3 separate regions of the Mus musculus genome follow, and regions 1 and 3 are each linked to region 2. Evidence: chromatin contacts called from public HiChIP or PLAC-seq data. All regions are on one chromosome and are shown on one strand. Each heading gives the region's core, a stretch centred on a gene start, on an enhancer-like site or on the middle of the called end of the contact. The rest is flanking DNA. Distances are from core to core; before and after follow the strand shown.

Evidence for each region. HiChIP or PLAC-seq counts read pairs in DNA pulled down with a chosen protein or histone mark.
Region 1: a contact with region 2 is called in a FOXA1 HiChIP or PLAC-seq map of pancreatic cancer cells. The contact joins the enhancer-like site here to the promoter of Dctn6 in region 2. A contact is called at or near these places in 2 of 39 promoter capture datasets (the C10 cell line and liver), 2 of 115 datasets of contacts at active chromatin or transcription factors (pancreatic cancer cells and regulatory T cell precursor) and 1 of 9 other capture datasets (liver).
Region 3: an HNF4G HiChIP or PLAC-seq map of pancreatic cancer cells shows a contact between it and region 2. The contact joins the enhancer-like site here to the promoter of Dctn6 in region 2. A contact is called at or near these places in 3 of 39 promoter capture datasets (hematopoietic stem and progenitor cells, hippocampal neurons and liver), 1 of 115 datasets of contacts at active chromatin or transcription factors (pancreatic cancer cells) and 2 of 9 other capture datasets (adipose tissue and liver).

Annotation. Positions count from the first base shown.
Region 1 is chr8:34,615,501-34,619,906 of GRCm38.p6, forward strand. It overlaps B930018H19Rik (RIKEN cDNA B930018H19 gene), which reads right to left. Exons shown (of 5, transcript NR_040706.1): 2 at 4,199-4,366. It overlaps Gm34096 (a long non-coding RNA gene), which reads left to right. Exons shown (of 3, transcript XR_001778547.2): 3 at 3,682-4,019. Among named protein-coding and RNA genes, the nearest start is that of Gm34096, 11 kb to the left of the region's middle. Within about 2 kb of position 1,586, at least 28 of the 459 cell types and tissues checked have an H3K27ac peak or open chromatin away from gene starts, as enhancers often do. A contact at or near this core is called in pancreatic cancer cells, where this site is marked.
Region 2 is chr8:34,105,935-34,110,049 of GRCm38.p6, forward strand. Dctn6 (dynactin 6) reads right to left here and starts at 2,778. Exons shown (of 7, transcript NM_011722.4): 1 at 2,485-2,778; 2 at 408-472. The coding sequence starts at 2,507. It also overlaps a transcript of Mboat4 not described here.
Region 3 is chr8:33,671,791-33,675,820 of GRCm38.p6, forward strand. It overlaps Gsr (glutathione reductase), which reads left to right. Exons shown (of 13, transcript NM_010344.4): 5 at 2,297-2,444. Among named protein-coding and RNA genes, the nearest start is that of Gm24727, 18 kb to the right of the region's middle. Within about 2 kb of position 1,766, at least 87 of the 459 cell types and tissues checked have an H3K27ac peak or open chromatin away from gene starts, as enhancers often do. A contact at or near this core is called in adipose tissue, hematopoietic stem and progenitor cells, liver and 1 more, where this site is marked.

The DNA of each region.
Region 1 (4,406 bases), core at 336-2,835, 510 kb after region 2:
CCTTGGTATTGGTATAGAGGGTGGAAGTGGGGGAGGGAGATTGATTCCAGGACATCCCACAGATACCCAAATCCCAGATGTTTTAGTCCTTTGTATATAATGGCATGCATTTTCACAGAGCCTACACACTTCCTCCATATACTTTAAATCATCTCTAGATTACTCACAATACCTAATACAAAATAATCCTTTGTAAATAGTTATTATACTGGGGAGACAGAACCTGTAGAGACCATCTCCAGTAGATAGGTATGCCCCCCCCCCAGTTAAAGAATAGGTCCACCCACCCATGTCAAGAAGTTTAACCCAGAATTGTTCCTATCTAAAGGAAATGCAGAGACAAAAAAAAAGAATAGAGCAGAGACTGAAGGAAAGGCCATTCTGAGACTGCCCCACCTAGGGATCCATCCCACCTGCAGACACCAAACCCCAGTAGTATTGCTGATGCCAAGAAGTGCTTGCTGACTGGAGCCTCATACAGCTGTCCCCTGAGAGGCTCTGCCAGCATCTGACAAAAACAGATGCAGATACTCACAGCCAACCATCGAACTGAGCCCAGGGAACCCAATGGAGGAGTTAGGGTAAGGACTGAAGAAGCTGAAGGGGATGTGCAACCTCACAGGAAGAATAACAATATCAACCAACCAGACACCTCAAAGCTCCCAGGAACTAAACCACCAACCAAAGAGAGCACACGGAGGGACCCATGGCTCCAGCTACATATGTAGCAGAGGATGGTCTTATCTGGCATCAGTGGGAGGGGAGGCGTTTGCTCCTATGGAGGCTCGATGCCCCAGCATAGGGGGATGCTAGAATGGTGAGGCAGAAAATGGGGGAAGAGCATCTTCATAGAGAGGGGAGGAGGGATGGGATAGGGGGGTTGCTGAGGGGAAATGGAGAAGGAGGGCAACATTTGAAATGTAAATAAATAAAATAACCAATAAAAAATAGTTATTTTACTGTATTACGTAGGGGATGATGACAAAAAATAAAGGTGTGTACCTGTCTGCACAGATCCTACCATTGTATGAACTCTATAGTGCCTGACCCAGAGTTGGTAGAATCTATAGGAGCTGGATCTACAGATACCAAAAGCCAGTTCCAGCCCTACTGACACAGTTAAGCTAGACACTCCTTTCTGACCTCCATCACTTATTTCTGCGTGCACACACACAACCCTAAGTATCTTAGCTCTTCTAATGTGTACTCAAAGATCCTCTACTGAGTCTTTCTTCGATGTAAAGTAACTTGCCCAGAGTCCCCAGTGGACAGAGGCGTGTTCATTCTCGGGTCAGGGACCACCAGGACTATGTTACTGAGATGCTAAGATAACCCAAAAGTGCATGTGGGCTCTTAAGGCAGACATCTAGAGAAGACTCCAGGAGGAGGTAGGACTCAAGCGAGAAGCTGAAACTCAAGTCAAATGGGTCACAGAGGATGGAAATAGAAGACAGGAACTCCAAGTTTGTCTGACTCTAAATGCAGGGCCAAGGGATGACAGATCCCAGAGCCTGGCTCTGACCAGGTTCTTCGCCATGTGTTATTTCATGTAATACTAAAACCGGCCTTATGGTTGGTTTCCAGTGATGGTCTGTCACGGGATGAGAAAACCAGAGTGTTGGCAAACAAGGCCACAGTCTTTATTGACATGGTAAGTTGAGGTGCTTTCTCAGCTGATGAGTCACGGTGGGGGGTTAGGCAAATGTGAATGGAAGAAATGAAGGCATATAGATTTCTGGAATCTTGCATCTCAGCGCCCTGGATTCCACACTCCAAAGCCCCCTTTGGGCACTGCCATATCTACAAGATGGCAGAAGAAGGTACCACATGCCCAAATCCTAAAGAGTAGGCACTGGATTTAAAACAATTGAAAGCCTCTTTAAAGTGTGTGTGTGTGTGTGTGTGTGTGTGTGTGTGTGTGTGTGTGTGTGTGTGTGTGTGTGTGTAGGTCACAGAACCATATTGCTGTGTCAGCTCTCTGCTTCTATTTTTACATGTTTTCTGGAGCTGAACTCTTGAACAGACAAGCACCTTTACCTTCTGAGCTATCTTGCAGGATTGACAGCCTCTTGGTTTTGTTTTGTTTTGTTTGTTTTGTTTTGTTTTGTTTTGTTTATGAGCAAAAAATCCTGATGTGAAAATAAACCTGTTACTAATTCTGTTTCTAGATAGAATAACTTTTATCCTTCCCCTGGGGTGGGCTCAGAGCAGTAGAGATCCCAGCCCTTGGCTGTCTTTGGAATGACTGGTATGTCTAAACAAACTAAGACTTGTTTTGTTTTTTGAAACCTCTAAACCACTAATAGGAATGGAAGTTAGCAGAAGCCAAGCAGTCAAGTTTGTAGGTTTCTTGGTCTTTGATGCAGACAACAACGTCTTTACTGAGTCTTCTATGAATCGGTTTCATTTGAACTGCTGGACTTGGGGGCAGGGAGGGGAGCGCCTGCAAAGATAAATAGCTAAGGCTCCTCTCTCTATCTCTCTCTCTCTTTCTCTCTCTCTCTCTCTCTCTCTCTCCCTCCCTCCCTCCCTCCCTCCCTCCCTCCCTCCCTCCCTCCCTCCCTCCCTCTCGTCCATTCTCAGGAATACACAGGAATACAGTGGCAGCTTTCAAGTATCTTACAAAGAAACACCCTGGCCTGTCTATCCCTTCCATTTTCTCAGACTCCTAGCTCCACCCCCATATCCAAGTTTTACAGCAAGGATTAAATAAATAAGCATGACAAAACAAGGAACCGGGCAACTGGGCTTTGCAAACACCTGAACACAGTTCTCTCTGTATGCAAATGAGCCCGGAAGCATGGGCTGGCATCGAGATGACCCTGTAATCCAATCCCTTCTGTGCAAATAAGAATTCGCTCATGGGGTAGCTTGCTCCTTGCCTGAGACTTCCATGCAGGGGAACTGAGTCAGGCCTTGGCCTTTGACTACAGTCTGCTCAGAGGTTGGCAGCCTCTCAAGACCAAAGGGCACTGAATGAACTAATGCTAGAAAACCAAACTTGGGGCTGTTTGGGGGGTTTTGCCTGTTTGTTTACGTTTTGTAAGGCATAGGGCTCAGAGTCAAGTCTGGGGGTCAGACCATGCTGATCAGAAGGCTTACGTACAATCACAGCATCTCAGCTCTGAGCTCCCTACCCATTTGTTCCCAGGCAATCACATAAGTTCTTAGCACTGCTGGTTTTCTGTCTAGAAATGAGAGGGGGAACGTAACAGTGCCAGCTCTGGTGGCCTTGGAACAGTGCCGTGGGCTTAGAAACACGGCAGAAACCATACTATAAGTTACCAATGTAGCACAAATGTAAGAAACTGTCTGCCAAGGGTACACTGGTCTCCAGATGGGTATATCTGAACAATTCAAGTTGTCTGGTTGTAATTCTGATTGTCTCCTTCAAAGAAAGAAAATGTAGCTACCTTCTAGGTAGGACAGTCCAACATGGAATGATCACTTGAACTTGCTCAAATACAGAGTAACGTGTCCAGACAACAGACTTGCACGCTTTATATAGGCAGGAAAAGCTCTTAGCAGTTTTATCTTCCTCCGGAAGCGTTATATCTTGTTTAAAGAAGTTGGATTTTAAACTGGTTTTTTTTTTTTTTGAGATGACACTTACAAAACGTAAACTTACCTCAATAATCCCCATTAACTAATTAATTTTTTTTTTGCGTTATCTCTTACTAGGTTGAACGTCCTTCTGCCTTTGCTGTGTTGTGGTTCTGATGAGTTACCTCCACACTCACAGGGTCAGACAGCTGCTGAACATCGTTAGACGTGCCCAGTCCATGTGGACTCTCCTGTCACAGACACAGTGTGCCTTTGCGGCCACCACAGCCATCCTCATTAGCACATATTTTTATCTTCTCAGTCTTGGGGATGCACTCAAATGCTCGCTGACCAAATGTTCCTATAAATAACACCTCAGATCGTCACCTTCCTAGTTTATACTTACCTGGAAGCTGAGATCTGAACGCTCACCTTCTGCTTTAATAAAGCAGCCCCATGCAGGCGGTGCAGTCTTACATTCCCTCCACTCTGCCTTGGGAATACATATGCCCCCCAACCCCTGCCTGCAGTGCTTTAGTGCTTTGCTGTCAGAATCCTACCCCCTTTGCAATACGGTGTAACTCCATCTTCCCCTAAGAAGCTGTCAAGGCCAGGTCTGATTCAGTACAAGCAAATACAGTAGCTGTATCCTCACCCTTGTATGGAACTGAATACACGATGACCAGTATATCTGCATTCTTCCTCCCGGATGGAAGTGCCTGGAAGGCAAGGGCTGCCTCTCTAGCCACAATATTCGGCTCCCAGGAAGCGCCTCACTGCTCTTTTCTGGATGCGATGACAGGAGTCCCGCAAGGCAGAGAAACTGAAATACAAACAAAAAGGCCCACCTTACAAACACTAGC
Region 2 (4,115 bases), core at 1,528-4,027:
AGCCTTTAGTCCGAGGAGGCAGAAGCAGAGGCAGGTAAATCTTTGGTTCAAGGCCAGCCTGGTCTACAGAGTGAGTTCCAGGACAGCCAGGGCTACACAGAGGAACCCTGTCTCAAAAAACAAATAAATGCTGGGCAGTGGTGGCACACGCCTTTAATCCCAGCACTTGGGAGGCAGAGGCAGGTGGATTTCTGAGTTCGAGCCCAGCCTGGTCTACAGAATTCCAGGACATCCAGGGCTACACAGAGAAATCCTGTCTCGAAAAACTCAAAACAAAACAAATAACAACAAAACCAATAAAAATTGTAAGCCTCAGCGTAACAGACACAAACAACTGGACTGAAAGGAGAAGCGCTAAAGTTGGTTACCCAGCATTAGCTCTCGAGAAACATCAACCATTTTCTTACCTATGGTTACATCTCCTCTGATTTCGCTTTCTACACACACTACTGCTCCGGGAGCAATCTTCACACTGTAGGAAGAAAGAGAACACTCATCCTGAGTAACACTGAAAGTATGGACGGTGGGTGAGAGGGCTCCATGGATAAAGCCCTGCTGTGTTAAGCCCAGTGACCCATTCAGAGCCTTGGAACCCATGGAAATAAAATTAAAATGTAAATATGTTACAGAAGGTATGCTGGGGCCAGCCAGATGGCTCAGTGGAGAAAGGGGCTGATAAAGGAAGGTGCTTGCTGCCAAGTCTGCCCACCTGAGTTCAATCCCTGGGTCTTACACGGTGGAAGGAGAGAATCAATTTCCATAAGTGTCCATAAGTATCCATAAGTATACTACTGCATGTGTGTACTCTCACGCATATAAACACATTCAATTATCCATCAATCAATCAATGTGAAGGGATTCCTTTTCTGTTGTGGAAATGAAACACCGTAACCAGAGCAATTTGTAGAAGGCAACAATTTATTGTGGCTTAAGATTCCAGAGGGATAAGAGTCCATCATTGTGAGGAGCCAGGCAGCAGGTGGCAGAAAACCAGGAAGCTGAGACACCACAGCTTGAAACACACATGCATGTGCAAGCAAGAACAAACATACACACACATACACATGCACTCACAAGTGCGAGTGTGCATGAGCATCTTTCTAAACAGCACCATCAACTGGGGTCTAAGTACTCAAACACATGAGCCTATAGGAGACTGTGTCATTCACACCACCAAAAAATAATATGAAAAAAAGTTTTTAATACAGCTATGCTGACTCTGTAGCTAAGAAAAAGGTTTTAAGAGATTCATGGAAAAATAGCAAGTCAGTGGTAAGAATGTTTAATGTATTATGAACTTCTTAAGTGGCACACAGCCTATTAGGCCAAAATCACATATACTTTTAAATGCTTAACAAAACAGCTTTGGATTTTATTTCTTAACAGTATTCTAACTGTTCTGTCTTGCTTTCTGTCGCTGTGATAAAGACCATGACCAAATGCAGCGTGGGGAGGAGACGGTTTATTCGCCTTACACTTCCTGCTCACCATGCCCAGGGAGCTCAGGGCAGGAACTATGACTGCTTACTGGCCCACTTGCTAAGTAGCTTTCTTAAATGGCCCAGGCCTACCCGACTGGAGATGGCTCTGCCCACAGTGGGATGGGCCTTCCCATCTCAATCACAGATCAAGACACTCACCCCGACATGGACGATCCTTCAATTGAGGTTCCCTCTTCCCAGATGACTCTAAGTTGTTTCAAGCTGACAGTTAGAACTCATCAGGACACTAACCCTAGAATTTCTACAGACCATCAAATGATAATGCATACCACAAAGTTCTTAGAGCAAAGTTTATTCCTGGGGCGTCACTGTTCTGACACCAGTATTCTCGATTCTGAGCCGAAAGTTGCCCAGAAACACCCTGTCTCTCTAGATCTTTGTCCTGTGATAACTGAATGCTTGCTTCCGGGGCGATCCACGCCCTCTTCTGGCTTGAGAGACAACATTCACACGCACACACCTTAACACCGATACATGCATATACATACAGCTGTATATGTATATGTATATCTCAAGACATTAATCCCAGGACAAAGGAGGCAACGGCAAATGAATCCCTATGCTTTTCTGTTATCCATGCGGTCTCTTTCCACCAACGGCTCTCACTGGTGAAGACTGTGACAGGAAAAGCCATAGTTGCCGGCCCTGGGCTCTCAGGCACTGACATAAGGATGACAGCATCAGTGTCTTCTTCCAGGCCTCCCTCTTCCTGATCAGAGGCAGGGCCGACGGTGCAGCCACCGCTGAGCAGCCTTCTCGCCCGCACAACCTCCCTCAGCCTCCCTGAGTCCCCCACGCAGCCCCAATGGAGTCTGCGCAGGCGTGCTGGGATGGGTGGGGGTCACGGAACAAACCCTCTCCGCCCCCACACCCCACGGACGCCAGGTATGGGATTATGGAGCCATCCACCTATACACCGTCTCAGTGCCCCCACGCCGCGACCAGAAACGGGTTCTGCCCCTGCGGAGGTGTTAACACGTACCTCTTTTGCGTCTTCTCCGCCATCGTCAAGCCCGGGTCTCAGGAAGAGCTGAGATCGATTTTTGCAGCCTGGCTAGAGCGATGATCTCTGCATGGGATTGCAGAGCCTGGCACGGCCTGGGAGAGGCGGGGCCTGAGAGACCCGCCTTCTGCTTTCCAGGTTCGCGCTTGCGTGCTGAGGATGGTTTGCTTTTCGGGGTTGGCTTGGCTTGCTTCGCTTCTGCCTCCTGGAAAGTCGTTTTTTCCACTTGACAGTGTTTACCAAGTCTATCCTAACCCCATCAGCCCTGATCCTTATCGTTAAGTTCACTCTACGTTTAACTTCCTCCCTAAGCCTGTCAAAATCTCTTTTGAACATCAAATCCAGTTTTTAAACGTCTCTTTACAAGCGCGCGCGTGCGCGCGTATGCGTGTGTATGTGTGTGTGCTTGGCTCTTCTGAGGCTTTGTCATCTCACGCTATTAAACTTTGAAGAAACCAAGCTGTCTTTCCATCTCCCAACTACTGCTACGTAGGACCCAGGTGGCATAATAAGGATTCATTCTGAGAAGCAAAACCAGCAGGAGATATGAATTACGAGGGTTTTGTTAGGAATTAGTTAGGGATCTGCTGTGCAAGTTCGAAACCCGTAGATCAAGCTGGGACTTTTTCATTTGGAAGGCCAAGCTGCTACCCACAGGTGGAATTTCTTCTTTTCAGGGGGGAAGTTTCAGTGTTGCTCTGAACCCTTTAAACTGATTGAATCTGGCCCACTCCTGGTTATCCGGGACAATCTGTTTCTTAATTAAGCAATTTCTAGTCACACCAAGAAATATCTTAAAGGGGGTGTGTTGGGGCTGTTGGCTCAGTTGGTACAGTGCTTGCTTAGCATGCATGAAGTCCAGAGTTCATTCCAGAGAGTCACACGAAACTGGCCATGGCAGAACCCACCCATAAACCCAGCCCAGGAAGGATCACAAATTCAAGGTCACCCTTGGTTACTCAGAGTTATGGCTCCTGCCATTTTCCTGGTTTTTATAGTGGTTGTTGTATTGTTTTAACAGTTTTTCTAGTGTGGTTTATTCTTTTTTATGATTTCTCAGAGGGACTTGTTTCTCTCTTCAATCTGAAAGATTCCTTCAGGTCTTCTGTAGACCTGGCTTAGTGGTAATGTGTTCTTTGAGTCTGGTTTTGTTTGTTTGTTTGTTTGTTTGTTTTTGGTTTTTGAGACAGGGTTTCTCTGTATAGCCCTGGCTATCCTGGAACTAACTCTGTAGACCAGGCTGGTCTCGAACTCAGAAATCTACCTGTCTCTGCCTCCGGAGTGCTGGGATCAAAGGCGTGCGCCACCACTGCCCAGCTTTGAGTCTGTTTTTGCAGTAGAAAGTGTTTATTTTTCCTTTAGCTAGAACACGTAGGTTTAGTGGGTGCAGTACCAGAGTACTTTCAGACTTTGAAATACATCATTGTGAGCTCTTGCAAGACGTTTAAAGTTTCAGCTGAACAGCCTACCTTCATTCAGAGGGACACACCTGTTCAGGTGATGTGGTGTGGTGATGCTCTCTTGCACTTTAAATACACTTTTTTTTTTCTTTTATGGTCCTCCATGTTAGTGTTTTAAATACAGTATGACAGGGGAGGTTCTTTTCTGGT
Region 3 (4,030 bases), core at 516-3,015, 440 kb before region 2:
TGGAACATCTCTCAGCTCACAAGTGTATCTTGAGTAGGTCTGTCCCTCTGGTTAGATCAGAAAGTAAAACCAGGAGAGACAGATTGACAGAGCATGGTGCTGGCAAAGCCAGGAGCACGAGCTGAGAAATCCAGTGTTGATCAGAACAGCTTCTTACAGTCCACATAATGACTCGGGAATGTAATCTTGTAAGTAAATTCCTATCAAGAAAATTAGACAAAAAGAAAAAAAAGAAAATTAGACAAAGGTGTATTTGCCTACAGTAAATATTTTTGTTCTCTCTCCTTCTCCTGAAACCTTTTTTAAATTAAAGACTTATTCTTATGTACATGTGTGTGTGAGCACACATGAGTGTATGTAATGTGTGTGTGTACGAGTGTGTGTGCATGTGTGTGTGTCTGTGTGTGAGTGTGTGTGCGCGAGAGAGAGTGTGCATGTAGATGCAGTTACAGGCAATTGTGAGCCATCTGACGTAGGTGCTAAAGTCCAAATTTGGATCCTCTGGAAGAACAGTAAGCCCTATTAACCACTAAGCCATCTCTCCAGCAATTTTTCCCTTTATAAGGTCTTAGAATATAGATAGCCCTGGCTGGCCTTGAACTCACAAAAATCTACCTACTTCTGTCTCTTGAGAGCTGAGATTAAAGGCCTGTACCACCATGTCCAGCTCCTATTGAAATTTTTTTAGTGGGGCTGACTAAATTTTAAGAAAAAGATGGACCCAAGAGATGGCTCACAGTTAAGAGCACTGGCTGCTTTTCTGGAGGACGCAGGTTCAATTCCCGGCACCTGCACAGTGACTGACAATGGTGGTTCTTGTCCCGGGTTCCTCTGCTCTCTCCGACCTCTGCAGGCACTGCACATGTGTGATACACATGTGTGATGCACATGCATGCATGCAACAACACACACACACACACACATAAAAAATAAGTAAATCTTAAGAAAGAAAGGACAGGAAAGTTGTTGGAGGTTAGGAGATGATCGAGAAATGAGCATTTTGCAAAACTTAGTCTCACTGTATGTGGAGCATGCACTGACCCTGTGGGGATAATGTTATGGCTGGTAGGGTTCTACAGCAAAACAAACTTTGGTGCTCTGTCCCCAGGTGGTGCAGATCTTTCTCTGAACGGTTGGTTACCTGTGTTCACAGCACTTGGCCCTTTTTCTCCCAGGGCAAACTCACTGCCCCCTAAGAAGGGTTAGAACAGGGTGCTTGTGGGTTTGGCATTAAGTGAAATTCAGTTAATTAAGCCAGGTGCCTGCAGGAACAGGCCTGGAAGGGAGATTGGGAGGGAGGAAAGAATTCAGCCCCAGACAGGCTGAAAAATGTTGACTCATTCCTTTGTGTGAACAAACTTACGTGGCTCCTTTAGCTTTCCACAGTCCACCTTTCCGTGCCAGGACATAGGTCACAGCTGGCTGACGCTTGCTGGCTGCACTCACGGTGACCCCTGGTACGGGGTTCCACTGAGAGCAAGTCAAGCATTACTGTTCATTTCCGCAGTAGAGCATCACTGTAGTTTTCTGTTTTGCTTTTTGTTTTGTTTTTTGTTTTGTAAACTTCCCACCAAAGATTTATTGTTTTGTGTATGAATACACCGTCATTACCTTCAGACACACCAGAAGAGGGCATCGGATCCCATTAAGATGGTTGTGAGCCACCACGTGATTGCTAGGAATTGAACTCAGGACCTCTGGGAGAGCAGTCAGTGCTCTTTAACCTCTGAGCCATCGCTCCAGCAAAAGGCTGCATCTCCTCTCTTGGCCAGAGTAGTTCCCTGGTGTCTGTTCCTTCCCCTTTGCTTCTCCCTTGTCCTCCTTCCTCTCCTCTCTGGAATACCAATTTTTTTTAGTCTTTTGTGAGTAAGGCTTTTACCTTCAACCCTTGGAGTCAAAAATACTGCCTTTTCCTTGGAGTGACTGGCATGGTTTTGTTTACTTGGTTTTAACCCAAGATAGCACCATTATTTCTCCGTGTCATTCACTTCCGACTGACTGGCAGTGAGCTCTCCTGAGTATCCGTTACCAGTCATGAGGTCTAAGAATGGTGAAGAAATTAGGAACTAATGTATTGCGCAGAATAGATGTCTTTTGAAACAGGGGCTTCCTCTAGCTCAAACTGCCAGTGAACTTGCTGTGTAGCCAGGGGTGACCCTAAGTACTTGATCCTGCTTCCTCCTGCTCCCAAGGGCTGGATTTTAGGAAGGTACTGCTACTCCCAACTTGGCAGTTTTTGGCATTTGTTGGCTTTTTGAGTCTTACGAATATGCTAACATCTGTGTTCCTTCTGCAGTCTCACATAGAAATTATCCACGGCTATGCAACATTCGCAGATGGTCCTCGGCCCACGGTGGAAGTCAATGGGAAAAAGTTTACCGCTCCACACATCCTGATTGCCACAGGAGGCGTGCCCACAGTTCCTCACGAGAGCCAGATCCCAGGTGAGTCTTCCAAAAGCCGGTGAGGTCAGGGAGTTTACAAGCCACATCCTGGGATCTGCCCACGCTGGTTCTGTCTTGCGAAAGGTCAGAAAAAAATGATCCCTGGAGACTACATTTAGTTAACTAGTGATTAAGAGTGAGCCAGGACTCAGCAAGAGAAGTCATGGAGAACGGTCAGTCACCTTTTGCTCCTGGTGTGGCGCAGAGTGCTGTTAGGTAGGTTATTATTTCTAAGACTCGACAGACAGTAACTATTCAAGAGCGAGAAATTAAGAAATTGCTCTCCCCGGTCCATGTTTTTGTTTCTTACATAGCAAGATGTAAAAGATTAAAGCAGCCAGGCATCTCAGAGGTGGTCCTGTCGGCCATGTGTATGTTGACCTAAGAGTCAGAGGTGACTCATGTAATCACTCTCAGCCATTAGTCATTCTTTCTCCCACATACTATTATATGTCTTGGATAGTGACTTTCTTAAATTTTTTTTATTGCTGTGCTAAAAGAATGTCGACAAAAGTGACTTAAGGGAAAAAGGGTTTATTCCTCGCTGCACTTGAGATTGCAGTCCACCATGCAGGGAAGTCACAGCGGTAGCAACTTGAGGGAGCTGGGCACGGCACAACACAGCAATGAAATAGAGCGGTGAGTGCATGCTTGCTGTTGCCCAGTCCTTTCTCCATACATCCCTGGCTAGGGAATGGCAATGCCCACAGTGGGTGGATCTCCCACTCAGCTAATCCCTCACAGACATGTCTAGAGGCCCCGTCTATCTCCCGGATTATTCTACATTCTTTCATATTGACAACAAAAGTCATAACAGTAGGCACACTTTATACATTTTTTTCAATTCTCAGGGACTGGCTTCAAAGCTTGTGATAATTTTATTTAAGGAGCACTTTGGGTGTGTGCATTTATGCCTTTAAATAGATCTTTCCCTGATGGTTTTGTTTTTGAGATAGTCTCATGTAACTCAGCTGACTTTAAACTTACTATGTAATTAACGATGACCTTAAATCCTGGTTCTTCTGTCTCCACTGGGATTATAGGCCTGTGCCACCATGCCAGCTTATATTTATTCTTTTGTTTATTGTTGTTTCCCTATTCTTCTCTTTCTGGAATTTTAAGCAGGGTTTACAACCCCCAAAGCTAAAGAGGAAAAAAATACAAAGGTACCATTTTCAAGTACCGTAATATTTACTTGGGAATCCTGGGTGGTCATAGCCCTGTGAAGCCAGATTCCAGTAGTCATTGTTTACTGGGTAAAAAAGAAAAGGTTAAACCTGAAGAGATAGCTCAGTGGTTAGGAACACTTGCTGCTCTTGCCAAGGACCCAAGTTCGGGTTACACTGCCACCAAGGTGGTTCAGAATCATCTGCAGCTGCCGTGCCTGTGGATCCAACACCTCCTGGCCTTTCAGGCACCAGGCACCCCCAAGGTTGTCTGTATGCCAGAGAGGCTGAGCACCCAGTAGCTGTTAAGTCCACAAGGCTGGATGTCTCAGCAGCTCCATTCTGGCACTGCAGGTCCCAGGGGATTCCTAGAGGCCTCTGGCTTCTGCCCATGCTGGAGGACTGAAGTGGCTGTGTTCC